Regions from separate parts of the Ovis aries genome. Here region 2 is linked to region 1. The links are chromatin contacts, called in public Hi-C maps. All regions are on one chromosome and are shown on one strand. The core of a region is the stretch at or near the end of the contact, and the rest is flanking DNA. Distances in the headings are between cores, read along the strand shown.

Region 1 (7,221 bases), core at 1,742-4,241:
CCTGCCTGCCAATGCAGGAGATGTGGGTTTGATCCCTGGGTGGGGAAGACCCCCTGGATAAGGAAGTGGCCACCCACTCCAGTATTCTTGCCTGGGAAATCACATGGACAAAGGAGCCTGGCGGACTGCAGTCCATAGGGTCGCAAAGAGTTGGACATGACTTAGTGGCTAAACAACAGCATAGCAGGTGCTCCTCTTTGATAATCCTTCCTCCCCACTGCATTTCCAGGAAGACAGAGTCCCGCTGTAATTGACTTGTCTGATTGGACAGGCAAGCCATGAAGATGGAGAGGGAGGAAGCGCCTGAGTGGAACACAAATGCCAGAAAATCAGCCCCTCCTAGCACACCGCGTTGAATTCAATTACTCCCTGTTTAGTTGCTTTTCCTAATCTACTGAAACATGTACAATTGCTATCAGCGGACTTATAATTATATATTCCCAGCCTGCCAGGTGGGATAGGTCCAAGAACTCATTCTGTTTGGAGGCTGATGCAATATGAATGCAGCTCCGATTTGTCTTGGGAGGAAGTCAGCTCAATGCTACTGCCTGTGGTTCAGCTATAGGGAATATTTCTTTGGCAGGGGTCAGCCAGGGCTCCCCTCCCACTGTATTTATCTTCCTCTTAATCTACTAGTTCAGCCCACCAGATGCTTCATTTTAAAATATGCTTTAAAAATATGTTTTCAGAAAAGCTACCAATTATCATTATTATTGTCCCATAACATTGCTTTATAGGTGTTTGTTAGCTTCTTTTTATTTCATATAGGGTTTTGAGAAGCCGGTAACGAGAGTGTAGTGAAAAGAGGATAGGACATATAACTTCATGGAGGAAAGGAAAAGATATTTCTTGGTCTCTAAAGAATCTGTCTGCCAAGCAAGAGATGCAGTTTTGATCCCTGGGTCTGGAAGATCCCCTGGAGAAGGAAATGGCAACCCACTTCATTATTCTTGTCTGGGAAATCCCATGAACAGAGGAACCTGGTGGGCTACAGTCTCTGGGTTCGCAGTAGGGTTAGGCATGACTTAGTGACTAAACAACTTGTACTGCAAGTAGCAAAACAAGGTTTTATGTTTTCAGTCCACATAAAAGTGCTAAATTAGCGGAATGTCAAATGTGGCCACATGGAACACAGGTTCTCAAACTTCCTTACATTTATATAGCCTAGCTTGGTTTACAAGGCACAGTATTTCATTGGCCTCTTAGGTTAATCTTATATTGTAGGTGTGGGTTATTTCTCACATTTATTTAATTGATATTCGAAAGATTAGGCAACTTGATTCATTCAAAGAATATTTACTGAAAGCATGCTGTGTGCCAAGCAATGTTGTAAGCAGTGACCAGAAGCCCCCACCCTCACAGTTTACACTCTAATGTTAACACATTCTAATGTGTTAACACACATGTAGATAAAATATATAACATGCCAGATAGCAATGAGTGGCATGGAGGAAATCAGATGGGGAATTCGGCAGGAGGTTGTACATGGGTGTGTTTCTGGGTGGTGTGTTACAGTTTTAACTTTGGTAGTGACATGGTATTTTGTTAAAGACCTAAAAGAGACAGGGAGGAAGCCATATGAAAGCCTAGAGGAAAGAGCATTCTGGGAGGAAGCAAGAGCAGTTGCAAAAAGTGGAGGAAGAAATCCTGCTAGAGCAGAGTGGATGAATGAGAGAGAGCCAGGGGATAAGGTTTGGAGAGGGCTGAAGGAAGACTATGTAAGGGCTTATGGACCATCCCAAGACTTTGAGGAAGGGTCCGTAATCTGATCTAGGTTTTTAAAGGGTTACAATGCATTGTGCTACAATTAGAATGTAGGAGGGTAGGAGCAGAAACAAACTGGCCAATTAGGAGGCTATTCCAATAGTTCAGGAGAGATGAGTTTAGCTTGGACCAGGGTGCTGGTGATGGGGTTGCCAGAAGTGGTCAGATTTATTGGCTTTGCCAATGGATTAGCTGTGGGGTGTAAGAGATAGACAGGAGCCCAAGGCAACACGAGGTTTGTGGGAGGATAGAGTTTCCACTGCCTGAAATGAAGAAGACTATGGGGCAGGCTTGGCAGAGAGAAGATGAGGAGTTAGATTTAGACATGATCAGATTGAACCTGTGATTAGACATCTTAATGGAGATATTGAAACCAGTCAGATATGTAAGTCTGGGGTCCACGTAGAGGTTCTGATTGGAGAAATAAATCTATCAGTCTTCTGTGTACAGATATTATTGAAAAACTTGAGATTAGATAGAGTCCCATGGGAGTGAGCGTAGACAGAGTAGAGGTCTGAGGTCTGAATCCTGGGACCCGCCAGCATTGGAGGGTTGGGGAGTTGAAGGATCTAGCACAGGAGAAGGGATGGCTAGTGAGGGAGGAGGAAAACCATGAGGACAGGATCTTCTCAAAGCCAAGTGAAGAAAATGTTTCAGAGAGGGAGTAGTCAGTTGCATCAGAAGCTGTTGACAGTCCATGTGAAATGAGGATGGAGAAAAGGGTCATTGGATTTAGGTCTCCCCAGTTATCCTCTCGTAGCAATCTCTTTTCTTCATGGAAAAACAATATGGTAATACCTGTCTCTTTCACTGGGTACTGCGTGCGTGTTCAGTCACTTCAGTCTTGTCTGACTCTTTGTGACACTATAGACTGTGGCCTGCTAGGCTCCTCTGTCCATGGGATTCCAGGGAGGAACACTGGAGTGGGCTGCCATTCTCTCCTCCAGGGGAATCTTCCTGACCTAGAGACAGAACCCATATCTCCTGTGTCTCCTGCACTGCAGGTGAATTTGTCACCAACTGAGCCACCTGGGAAAAATATGTTAAGAACTCACTGTGAGATTTGTCTTCCTTTTGCTTTTTGTTTTGCTACAGAACATCCATTCCTCCTTCCTTGCCTTCCCAACAGTGTCCCAAATCACTTTGGGGAATTCTCTGTCTCCTGTTGCATGTAGCTTTGATAGGATGGAAAATTCAGGTGCTTGTCTTTCTACTTTGGAAGCCAAAAGGGGCAGATGCTGGCCAGGACCCCTACACAAGGGGGCAGGCTCCATCCATCAGAGGCTCCTGAATTTATCCAACGCAAGATAAAATGTTAAGTACCAGAATTTCTATCCTAAGCAGACCCCTCCTGGTGGGAGACTGTTGCCATGGTTCCTGTTTCCTAGGCCTCATGTTCCTCTGGGTCTTGCTTCTCCAGCCGCTCTTTAGTTTTCTGAGCTCCCAGTACCTTTCCTTAAGTAAATCTTGACTTGTTTAACCAGAGCCAGTTCCTGTTCCTTTTAATAAAAAATTGTAATGTTTAAGCATGGATAAATATTTGTCGAATAAATGAAAAAAGCCTGGTTTTCATAAATGGAAAGTCTGAATTTCAAAGTTTAGCCTCTAGTCTAAATCCTCATAGCTTCCATTATTTCATCATTTCTTTGATGTATCCTTTTCACATTCTCAGATTTCTGCAATCAGGATGCATTTTATACTTGATGGTGTCTTATAATTAATGGGCAGTATTTTTCTGTTTTTACTGGTATATAAAATAATGCTGTGTTTTATATCAATTTTGATTCAATGAAATACATTTCTAAGTATTGGAATCAGGATTCAAACATATCTCAAAAGAATATACACAACTGTTTCCCAAGAAGTTTACTATCTAGTTGTAGGAAAAAAAGTGGAAAAAGAAAAGTCTCTCTAAATCTGGAGAGAAGACCTAACGAAGGCTTCAGGGCTATATAAACTCTGAGGGGTTGGGCAGAGGAGCCTCTGGGTGGGCATTTAAATTGATCTTAAAGGGTAAGGAAGATTTTGGGAGTTTGGGATTAGCAGAGATTGGGAGTTTGGGATGATATTACATATAGAGTGGATAAACAGCAAGGTCCTACCATATAGCACAGGGGACTATATTCAATATCCTGTGATAAACTACAATGGAATATACATATGACTAAATCACCTTGTTATACACCAGAAACTAACACAGTATTGTAGATCAACTATACTTCAGTAAAAAATAAATTAAAAAAGAAAGATCTTGGTTGATGGAAAGGTGGGAGGAGAAGAAAGATGAGAGGCTATACTCTGGATGCTGGCGATGAAACAGACACTTTAAATGCATGTCCGAGACAAGAGGCTGAGGTTGGTGAAGATCACTGCTCAGTGTTTCCCTCTCACTCTCTTCTTCTTTTCTAGAGTTAGTGATTTCTCCACCTCTCTCTGTTTCCTATCATAATTCTTTTCTGCTGCAACCTTTTTCTGGCAAGCTTCTCCTTCCCGTTTTCTGTCCTTTCCTCCCAGTTAGTTTGGCTCGTGTCTGGTCGACAGTATCCCCCTGGGCACCAGGAAGAGATGAACAGGGGAGAAGATCCTAGGTGGAGGGGCAACAGTGCGTGAGGGCAAAGACACACACACACACAGGTATATACACACACATATATGACAAAATGTCAGAGGGTAGACGAGCAATGAAGGGTTAGAGACCTGAGGATGCTGCAGCGGGAGTTGGTAATTCAAAGAGAATGGCCAGGGAAGCCCTCTTTGATAAGGTGAAGCATCAACAGGGACCTGAGAGGAGGGAGGTGGAAGGTGCGCCGGGATGAGGGCACAGCAGAGACAAACACGTTGGTGTGGGGCGGGGATCACTGTCTAACACACAGCAGGTCTTCAGAAGAGTAGGTGAGGGGCAACGTGACAGCAGATGCCTGGGGGAAGGTGACATCATCCAGATTCTACAGGCTTTGCCAGTGGCATAAGGGTTTGGGGGTTTTAGTTCATGTGGATGTAAAGCCTTTGGAAAGATCTGAGCAGAGGAAAGAGAATGGGAGATAGATGGTGTATGATTGATCACAGAGGAGTTGGAATGCCACCCTAAAAAGTTTGAATGTGATTCTCTAATGTCCCTGTGATGTTCATTTTTGAATCATGTAAAGAGTATGAAATCTACTCTAATGGATAAATATGATTTTTTTTGTGGAACCCAGAGAGGCCCCCCCCTACCTAGAACAGATGCAGTGATGTGATAGTTTGTTTTGACAGAAACAGGCTACAGAAGGTTACACTCCCTCCACTCTGCCTTTGGTTGTCAAGGAGACACCTCTGGAAACCTCTTCTCTTGTATCTAAATGTCACTGTGTAGCACTTAGATTTTTCATGTTCTCCTTTTATTATGTTATTGTAAAGTTCACCATGTAATTTTGTGCAGAAGTTAACAATTTCATCACCGATGTGTCTATTCACGGCAATGAATAGATGTGTCTATTCAGGAGCATACCCTATTCTGCTCCTTAGTCCTTCTCCATCTTTCTGAAGCTAGTTTCCCAGAGGCGGTTGCACCTGAGAAATAATCCTGTCTCCAGGAGGTCCTGAGGTCAGACAGCTAAAAGAGGCCAGTTCATTCTGAGACGCAGATGGCAACATGGTGAATCGATGGATTCAGCTACAGAAAAATGTCTGGTGCTGGGTTGTTTTCAGTAAAGTGCATTATTTCAACTGCTTATTAATCAGGGTAGATTCTGCTGTGTTCATCTTATAAAGAAGGATATTGAGAGGTGGTGGTAAAGAGACTTAACCAGGTAGTTGGTAGCCTTGAAACGAACATCTCCTCATTGAGCGTGATTTCTACAACGCTGCACTTTTTCGAAGATAGGAGCCAGAGGTGATAGATTAATTAGTTTATCCATTTATTCATTCACACACTGTGATTGAGCGCCTTCTGTGAGCTGTGTACTGCTCAAAGCCCTGGGAGCAGGGAGGTGAATGAGTCAGACCACAGCCTACGCATGTCCCTCCAGTGCCTACGCAGACATTACTCTTGGCTGTCGGCTGGATGTAGATGCGGAATCCGTTATTGATCAGAGTTGGCCCTTTAGATGAAAATCTGTTTGCTCTCCCTGGCTCAGGCGGACATGATTCAGAGTCCGACACAGCTGATTTCTAATCAGTTCTCCCTCTGAGAGGAAATTGAGGTTTTTCAATAAGCTTCAGACTAAAAGACGTGCGGAGACGAATCTGGAGATTAAGATGGTCATGGATATTGTTGGCCAGGGATCAGACTCTCCCAAAGTGTTGTTCTCTAAACTGTTTAACAATTCTGGTGAATGGAATGTATTCAAATTGCGCATCTTAAAGCCTTAGGTTTCTGTGCTGTGATGCACAATCAAGAGTAATGACGCATGCTGCTATCGCTTCCTTGCAGCGCAGAGAGGAAACAGGTTGATGTCTTTGGACCTTGTTCATCATTTACCCACAGTAGCAACACTTTCCTCTTGCTGCGGGAGGTCTTGAGGGCTTCCATCTGCTAGCAGTTTGCTTTTCACAAATATTTTTAACCAAGGAGAGATTAGAGTTTCTATATCAAAATATCTTTCTGAAAGCTGTCAGTATCCAACATATTTAAAGAGGAGTTACACTATCTATGTTACTGTCTGCACATCTTAATTACTCAAGTCTTCCAGGGCTCACCCAAATTAGACAAAAGAGGAGACTAATGAAATGTGTTATGTTGTTTAAAAGTGAAAAGTGAAAGTTGCTCAGTAGCATCTGACTCTCTGCCACCCCAAGGACTATATAGTCCATGGAATTCTCCAGGCCAGAATACTGGGGTGGTAGTCTTTCACTTTCTCCAGGGGATCTTCCCAACCCAGGGATCAAACCTGCATTGCAGGTGGATTCTTTACCAGCTGAGCCATAAGGGAAGTCCAAGGATACTGGAGTGGGTAGCCTATCCCTTCTCTAGAGGATCTTTCCAACCCAGGAATTGAACTGGGGTCTCCTGCATTGAAGGCAGATTCTTTATAAACTGAGCTATCAGGGAATGTTTAGACAGATCAAATAATGTATCAGAAACAAATAGTTCACACTGCATTATCTGATTTTATCCTCAGCCTTTGCTTTTTCATCTGAAATGTCTGGATATACATATTATCAAGAGTGGCTCATCTGTCATGCTGCTTCTTGAGTGGCCCCTATAATGGTTTAATATAGAGCTAAGAAGCAGTCATTGTTCTGGGGGTGGGGGTTGGGGTATATCTGAATTTTGTCAATCCAGCAAGCCTGCTACCTGGGGAAACTGATTTGGAGGCGAGGGAGGAGATGACAATTGACTTGTATAAGAGGGCAAGGCATTTTGGAAGACATGAGGCCCAGGTTCCAAATTCTGTTCCCTGAGGTCTGGTTGGGTAGAGATGCTGAAGAAGGGTAAGTGGAGGGCTCCCATTAAGCCCAGGGCAGTGAAGGGTTATG
Region 2 (7,221 bases), core at 1,446-3,945, 260 kb after region 1:
GATGGGAATACCAGACCACCTGACCTGCCTCTTGAGAAATCTGTATGCAGGTCAGGAAGCAACAGTTAGAGCTAGACATGGAACAACAGACTGGTTCCAAATAGGAAAAGGAGTATGTCAAGGCTGTATATTGTTACCCTGCTTATTTAACTTCTATGCAGAGTACATCATGAGAAACGCTGGGTTGGAAGAAACACAAGCTGGAATCAAGATTGCTGGGAGAAATATCAATAACCTCAGATATGCAGATGATACCACCCTTATGGCAGAAAGTGAAGAGGAGCTAAAAGCCTCTTGATGAAAGTGAAAGAGGAGAGTGAAAAAGTTGGCTTAAAGCTCAACATTCAGAAAACGAAGATCATGGCATCCGGTCCCATCACTTCGTGGGAAATAGATGGGGAAACAGTGGAAACAGTGTCAGACTTTATTGTTTTGGGCTCCAAAATCACTGCAGATGGTGACTGCAGCCATGAAAGAAAAGTTATGTCCAATCTAGATAGTATATTCAATTGCTGACTAAGATCTGTCTAGTTAAGGCTATGGTTTTTCCTGTGGTCATGTATGGATGTGAGAGTTGGACTGTGAAGAAGGTTGAGTGCCGAAGAATTGATGCTTTTGAACTGTGGTGTTGGAGAAGACTCTTGAGAGTCCCTTGGACTGCAAGGAGATCCAACCAGTCCATTCTGAAGGAGATCAACCCTGGGATTTCTTTGGAAGGAATGATGCTAAAGCTGAAGCTCCAGTACTTTGGCCACCTCATGCGAAGAGTTGACTCATTGGAAAAGACTCTGATGCTGGGGGGGATTGGGGGCAGGAGGAGAAGGGGACAACTGAGGATGAGATGGCTGGATGGCATCAGGGACTCGATGGACGTGAGCCTGAGTGAACTCCAGGAGTTAGTAATGGACAGGGAGGCCTGACGTGCTGCGATTCATGGGGTCGCAAAGAGTCGGACACGACTGATCGACTGAACTGAAGTGAACTGAACTGAACTGAACTTCCCTAGTGGTCTAGTGGTAAGACTCTGTGCTCCCAGTGAAGGAGGCCTGGGTTTGATTTCTGGTCAGGGAACTAGATCCGATATACTACAGCTAAGACCTGGCATAACCAAATAAATATAAGAAATAGATTTAAAAAAAGAAAACACTGGTAATACATCTACATTAATACTATCAAAAGATACCACAAAGTGAAAATACTAAGAAAATTGTAAGAGATATAACTAACAAGGAATTAATATTCAGATTGCATGCTTTTTAATTCTACAAATTAGGACAACCTAATGAAAGTGGGAACAGAACAGGAACAAATAAGCATTTCACAGAAGAGGAAGCACAAATGACAAATAAACATGAAATTATGTTTAATCTCATTAGTAACCAGGGTAATGAAAACTAAGAACAAGAAGATACTATATTACGCACACTAGATTGAGAAAATTAAGCTAATAGCTGGTATTTATGAGAATGTGGTTTAATAGGAACCTTTCGCATACTGCCAGTAGCAGTGAAATTTGTGCAATCACTTTGCAAAACAATTTGGTGCCGCACAGAAGTTGAAAATCTGACTCTCTGACCTATTCCCTTCATTCGTAAATACATACCTCAAGACATTTGCCCACGTGCCCTGGGAGACTTGTGTGAGAAAGTGAAAATGAATGAATTACACCTACTGGCATCAACTCAAATAAACCTCACAAGCATAGCTTTTAATTTTTAAAAAAGGTAACTCAACTAAGGTATGATCTTATTGTAACATTCCAAAAGGACCAAGATGAAACAATACATTGTTTAAATACTCGTAAGGATGGGATAAAATATGAAAATAAGGCAAAGGAGCAGTAAACACCCCAAGTCACGCATGATCTTCTCAGGCTAAGTGGTGGCCTTGATGCTGGGTTCACCTCCCTGACAATAATTGGGGGTGGGGGGGGGGAACCCTGGGCGCTCCTTGCTGGGCGCGTGGCGGGGCGCGGGGTGGTGGTGGTGGTGGTGGTGGTGGTGCACCACAGTCAGCAGAGTACACTCTTCAGAGGAGCCTAACCAAGAACCTGGCGGGAGACCGTGGCGCTGTGCTCAGCTGCCTTTGAATCAGGCTGGGACCCTTGCCTTCAACGCCAGGACCTGGCTCAGCTGTCATTTGGGAATGATTCAACCCTCCTGAGGGGGGCTTTGAAACACGCAGGGGAAAGTTTCTGGTTGCCACAGTGACAGGAGAACCCAAAGGCTAGCAGTGGCCCTGATGAGACACACCCGCTGCCCCATCCTTGGAGCCCCCGCGTCTCTCTGTATCCTCCGCTTGTGTCCCCTGATGAGACACACCCGCTGCCCCATCCTTGGAGCCCCCGCGTCTCTCTGGATCCTCCGCTTGTGTCTCTGCTCCTGCCAGGCCGGAAACTGCGGGACAAGTCTCCGCCCAAGCCCCTCAGTCCAGAGGGCTGCCGGTCCGAACTTTAGGAGCACGTTAGGAGCTTTAGGGCTGCAGAGGCTCTGTTCTCACTTCTTTCGTGCTGGGAATCGAGTCCTCCTCGAAGTTAGGATTTCGTTGAATTCGGCCGCGAGGACAGGTACAGACCACTTGCTCGCTGGTCCGTGAGCCCCGGAGCTGAAAACCGGCTTGCTCCAGTTCTGGCCGCATTCTTAGAACAGCTCTGCGGTCAGGACTCGGTCGGCCTGTGCTAAGCTGAGCAGCGCCCTCCCCGGGACACCCTGGGAACATACACAGCGGCTGCTCTGAGAAAATGTAAACACCCACGGCTGTCACTTGAGAGGATCTGACCACCGCCAGCTCGCGAGGGTGTCTTTGAACACCGGATGGAGGAGGCCCTTTGGGAGAAGGCAGTCCCATGCCAGGGCGCACAGCTTGATGGGGAGGGAGAACTGCGCGTTGGTCAGGCACTCTGGCGCAGCGCACAAGCTGTACAACCGTACCTCGTGGCCGAACCCAGTGGCTCCCTATCAATCTGGTGACCACCCTTGGCCTCACGCAAGAGGAGCCTTTCTGTGACTGCCTAGTGGTTGCCGGGACCAGACTCCAGTTCTAAAGAGATGGGTCCAGGTGTCCAGCCCCCGTGGCCTGACATTTAAGGCTTTTTACACTCCGCTTCCTGTCTGCTTTTCTATGCACTGCGTATCAGCCCATCTTCTAGGCAGGCTACTCTAGTCACAGCTTTCCAGATAATGCTTGTGAAAGTTCATCTTCACACTCACACTCTCCTCCTTTATCCTGCCCTGTTAACCACCCACTTGAAGACTCAGCTCATTCCCACTTCTCTGAGAGGCCCTCTGGGATGGCCTCAGCTCAGGAATCACTGAGGAGCTCCCAGCGCGCTTCCCATTGGTCGCTGGCTGCACAGCTTATATACTGAGAGCTGGGGCTTCCTAAGAAGATTAAGTTTCTCAAAGGTGAGAAGCTGTTGAAGAGACTAAACCCCTATTTAAGAACGCTCATGCTCTCCTATTTCAGAACCTCGCTGGAAGGTATTATTCTTTGTGAAATAAGCAGACAAAGAAAGACAAAGACTGCATATTTTCACTTATATGTGGAATCTAAAAAAATAATAATAAAACAAATGAGCAAATATAACAAAACAGAAATAGACTCACAGATAGAAAGAACAAACTAGTGATTACCAGTAGGAAGCACGATGAAGGAAGGGAGTGAGATGGGAGTAGGGGATTAAGAAGCACAAACTACTGTGCGTAAAATAAGCTACAAGGATATATTGTACAGCATAGGAAATACAACCAATATTTTATGATAACTCAAAGTGGAGTATGGGGCTTCCCTGGTGGCTCAGAGGTTAATCGTCTGCCTGCAAAGTGGGAGACTCGGGTTCCATCCCTGGGTTGGGAAGATCCCCTGGAAAAATAAATGGCAACTCACTCCAGTATTCTTGCCTGGAGAATCCCATGGAGGGAGGAGCCTGGTAGGCTACAGTCCATGGGGTTGCAAAGAGTCGGACATGACTGAGCGACTTCACTTTCACTTTAAAGAGGAGTATGATCCATAAAAAATACTAAATCACTATTGTATACTTGAAACTAATATAATATCATGAGTCAACTATACTTCCATACAAAAAATAAATAAGAATCTGAGTACTTACCATGGTAACAAATAGCTTCTCCTGTTCTCTCAGATCAAAACAAACAAAGAAATACACACACACTTGAAGAACAAGGAATTTGGTTCCCTGCCTGTATTGGTAATGAGAACATCAGGACAAGATTGAGGCCGAATCCTTGATCTTGGTTTAATAATTTGCCCTTGAACTTTGCCTGGGCTACTTTGGTCCTATCTCAAAGAAAGTGCTTTATTCTGGAGATAATGGGCCACCTGTAGCCCATACCCCCAAGTGCCAGATCAGGATGCCCTCTCTCTCCATGAATGCTCAAAGACCACATAAGTTGAAGCTCCCATAACAAGAAAAGCAGTCATGCCTCGCAGATGGGGGCCTCACCTAGATGCTGAGTCAGATTTATAAGCTTAAGAAAGAGACACTTTGGATGCTTTTCAAAATCTTTGGTGAGTCTGCAGCAATCTCAGCCCACTGAAAAACTCAAATCCATCACAGCTTAGCACAGCACGTTTCAGAAGATGCCTGGAAAAGAGCATCTTGGCTGAGTTTCCCTAGTAATGACGTCATTCCACAGGTGTGACTGAGCCCCTGGGTGATCCAGGCTCAGCTCCCGGTTCTGGAGATATTGCTGGGAACAAAACAGATGGGACTCTTTGCTCTCCTGAACTTCCTCTCCAGCCTACTGCTCGGCTCACTTTTCCCACACTCCAACACTTCAGCAAGTGTTAAGGCTGTGCGAAAGGGAGGTTACAGGAGCCCTCTGGGGTAGTGAATGCAGCACACACCTTTCAGAAGTATCTCTTCAAACCCCAACTGTTCCAAGTCCATGGAACCAGTAGCATCCACAGGACCTGGGAACCTGAAAGAAATGCAGACTCTCAGGCTCCTCCCAAGATCTTCTGGGTCAGAAACAGCACATAAGCTCCCAGGTGAACCACGTGCAGAGGAAGGTCTGGAAAGTACTGCAGTAGAACATGTCCCACACAGACAAGAGTATGTGGTCAAAGAAGTGTGAGGAAGAGCCTGCCTTATCCTCCCTGCACACTCAAAGCTGGCCTGTGAAAGATGCAGATGTCCTCAGAAAAGGAACTTGCTTAAAATGCCAAGGTTCCTCAAACTTCCTTGAGAGCCCAGTGAAGACTCAGCACCTGCAAACATTCACTGGAACTAGCATCCTCTGAAACACACCTTGGGAAAAATCATAATGGCCCTCTGACAGTCATGGTGCCAACTTACTTGGTTTAAACAGTTCCAGGTGGAATGAGCCCATAGCATAATAACTGACAGCTTTGCTGGGCCACAGATTTGAGTCATGTCCACTGCTGGGGCTCTGGGCAAAAGTCTCAGCTCTGCGGGGCTTCTGCGGGGATGGAGGGGACCCAGGGACTGCTCATTCTTGTGGATGGGTTGGTCTCTGCTTATGACTGAGTCAGTAACAAACTCATGGAGTAATAAAAATACTGCATCTCGGTGAATTCTGGCCACCACGTATTCACCACTATGGTGACTTGCAGTGTGATGACGTACACAGAAAACACTGCATTCAACGTGGAACATGTCGTCTGGAGAAACTCAGGAGCCAACATATGCATTCTTTGTTTGCCATTTAGGAAACTGGAAAAGGGTCTGGGGTGCATTATACCCACAGATGTCAAGAATCCGTGATGTTGATGATCACAGCTAACATTTATGGAGCCTTTCTGACATTCCAAGCCTGACCTAACTCACCTTTCCCTACAAAAACACAGTGAGATAAACAATATGAATCATTTTACACATGAGGAAACAGTGGCACGGAGCTGGGGTCCTCACTTCATTCCCTTTTATGCTTAATGCACTTAATGTCTGAGATCTAGGTGACAGGACCAAACCAGCCAGAGGATGAAGTGGCCCTTGGGTCCCCTCCATCCTCCCAGTCAGCTCCCAAGAGCAGAGCTCCTTCCCCAGACCACCAGCCAGGCAGTGGCCATGACTCAAATTCGTGCCTCAGTAAAAATTCCAGTTACCCTGCTATGGTCTTCCTACTGGAATAGTATCAACCAAGAAAGTTGCCTCTCCTTTGGGAAAATGTCTCTCCTGTCTGCACTTTGGGGGTGCCCCTTCAGGTGTGAGATAGCGGTCAGCGGGCAGGTGCAGGCTGCAGCCGCCTCACTGGTGGGCCGGGGCTGGCAGAGGATGCTGGTTTGCCTAATTCTGTATTTCAGTCATGCCCCAGGTGGTGTCGATGCTGCTGCGTCCAACCTGGAGGGCAGGGCCACGGGGGTGGACCACAGGTAGGACTGAACTTCATTCTGTAAGGCTCTGGCGTCCAGCCACCACCTGGCCTCTGGCAGGCCTCTTCCCCTGGACCTCAGTCCCTTCTCTTTAGTGTTCAGAATAGTGATAGCCCTCCCCTCCCACCCCCACATAAAGCTACTGAGAATTTCTCACCAAGTATGTATGACAGTTCCTGGCAGCTCCTGTTTCAACTCACTGACTGCTTCTCATGAGGTCCTTCCTGGGGCTCCCTTGAGCCTTTGGCTGCTCCAGGCTGGTGGATCTGGATCATGTGACAGCTGGCCCCATCACCCCTCTCTCAGGGACATGCAGATCTGCTGCTTTCACGTGACAGAAGCCCAGAGATGAGGATGAAACCTCTGTTCTGTGTTCAGACAAAACCCAGTGATAAACTGTCTTTGCTTTTTGGGATGACACTGGGACCTAGAGGTCAGTTTATGATGTTCTCCTCACTTTGGGACACAGAATAGGGTGGTAAGGGAGCCATCCAGGCACAGCCGTGAGAGTTGGCTGTGTGACCCTGGACAAATGACTTAACCTCTCTGCGCTTCAGCGTGTTGCTCTCTAAGTGATGTGAATAAAGAACCTGTGTCATGGGGGCTGGCACATGAGTGCCTCCTAAAAAGTAGCTAGTATAATGCTATTAACTAGAGGGTTACAAGAGGGCATTCTAGGGTATACAATGTCAGAATACTTTTAAAATTTGCTTTCAAAAACATCAATCAGTTCTGATGAGATGGATGAAACTGGAGCCGATTATACAGAGTGAAGTAAGCCAGAAAGAAAAACACCAATACAGTATACTAACACATATATATGGAATTTAGGAAGATGGCAATGATGACCCTGTATGCAAGACAGGG

Evidence for each region. Hi-C and Micro-C count contacts between places; a contact is called where the count stands out from the background.
Region 2: a Hi-C map of liver shows a contact between it and region 1, with 5 times the contacts expected there. The contact joins two enhancer-like sites. A contact is called at or near these places in 8 of 16 Hi-C or Micro-C datasets (hypothalamus, liver, mixed tissues and 4 more).

What each region holds. Positions count from the first base shown.
Region 1 is chr1:43,497,695-43,504,915 of ARS-UI_Ramb_v3.0, forward strand. No RefSeq gene overlaps it. Among named protein-coding and RNA genes, the nearest start is that of GNG12, 20 kb to the left of the region's middle. Within about 2 kb of position 2,992, at least 1 of the 54 cell types and tissues checked has an H3K27ac peak or open chromatin away from gene starts, as enhancers often do. A contact at or near this core is called in liver, where this site is marked.
Region 2 is chr1:43,761,691-43,768,911 of ARS-UI_Ramb_v3.0, forward strand. No RefSeq gene overlaps it. Among named protein-coding and RNA genes, the nearest start is that of DIRAS3, 42 kb to the left of the region's middle. Within about 2 kb of position 2,696, at least 27 of the 54 cell types and tissues checked have an H3K27ac peak or open chromatin away from gene starts, as enhancers often do. A contact at or near this core is called in liver, where this site is marked.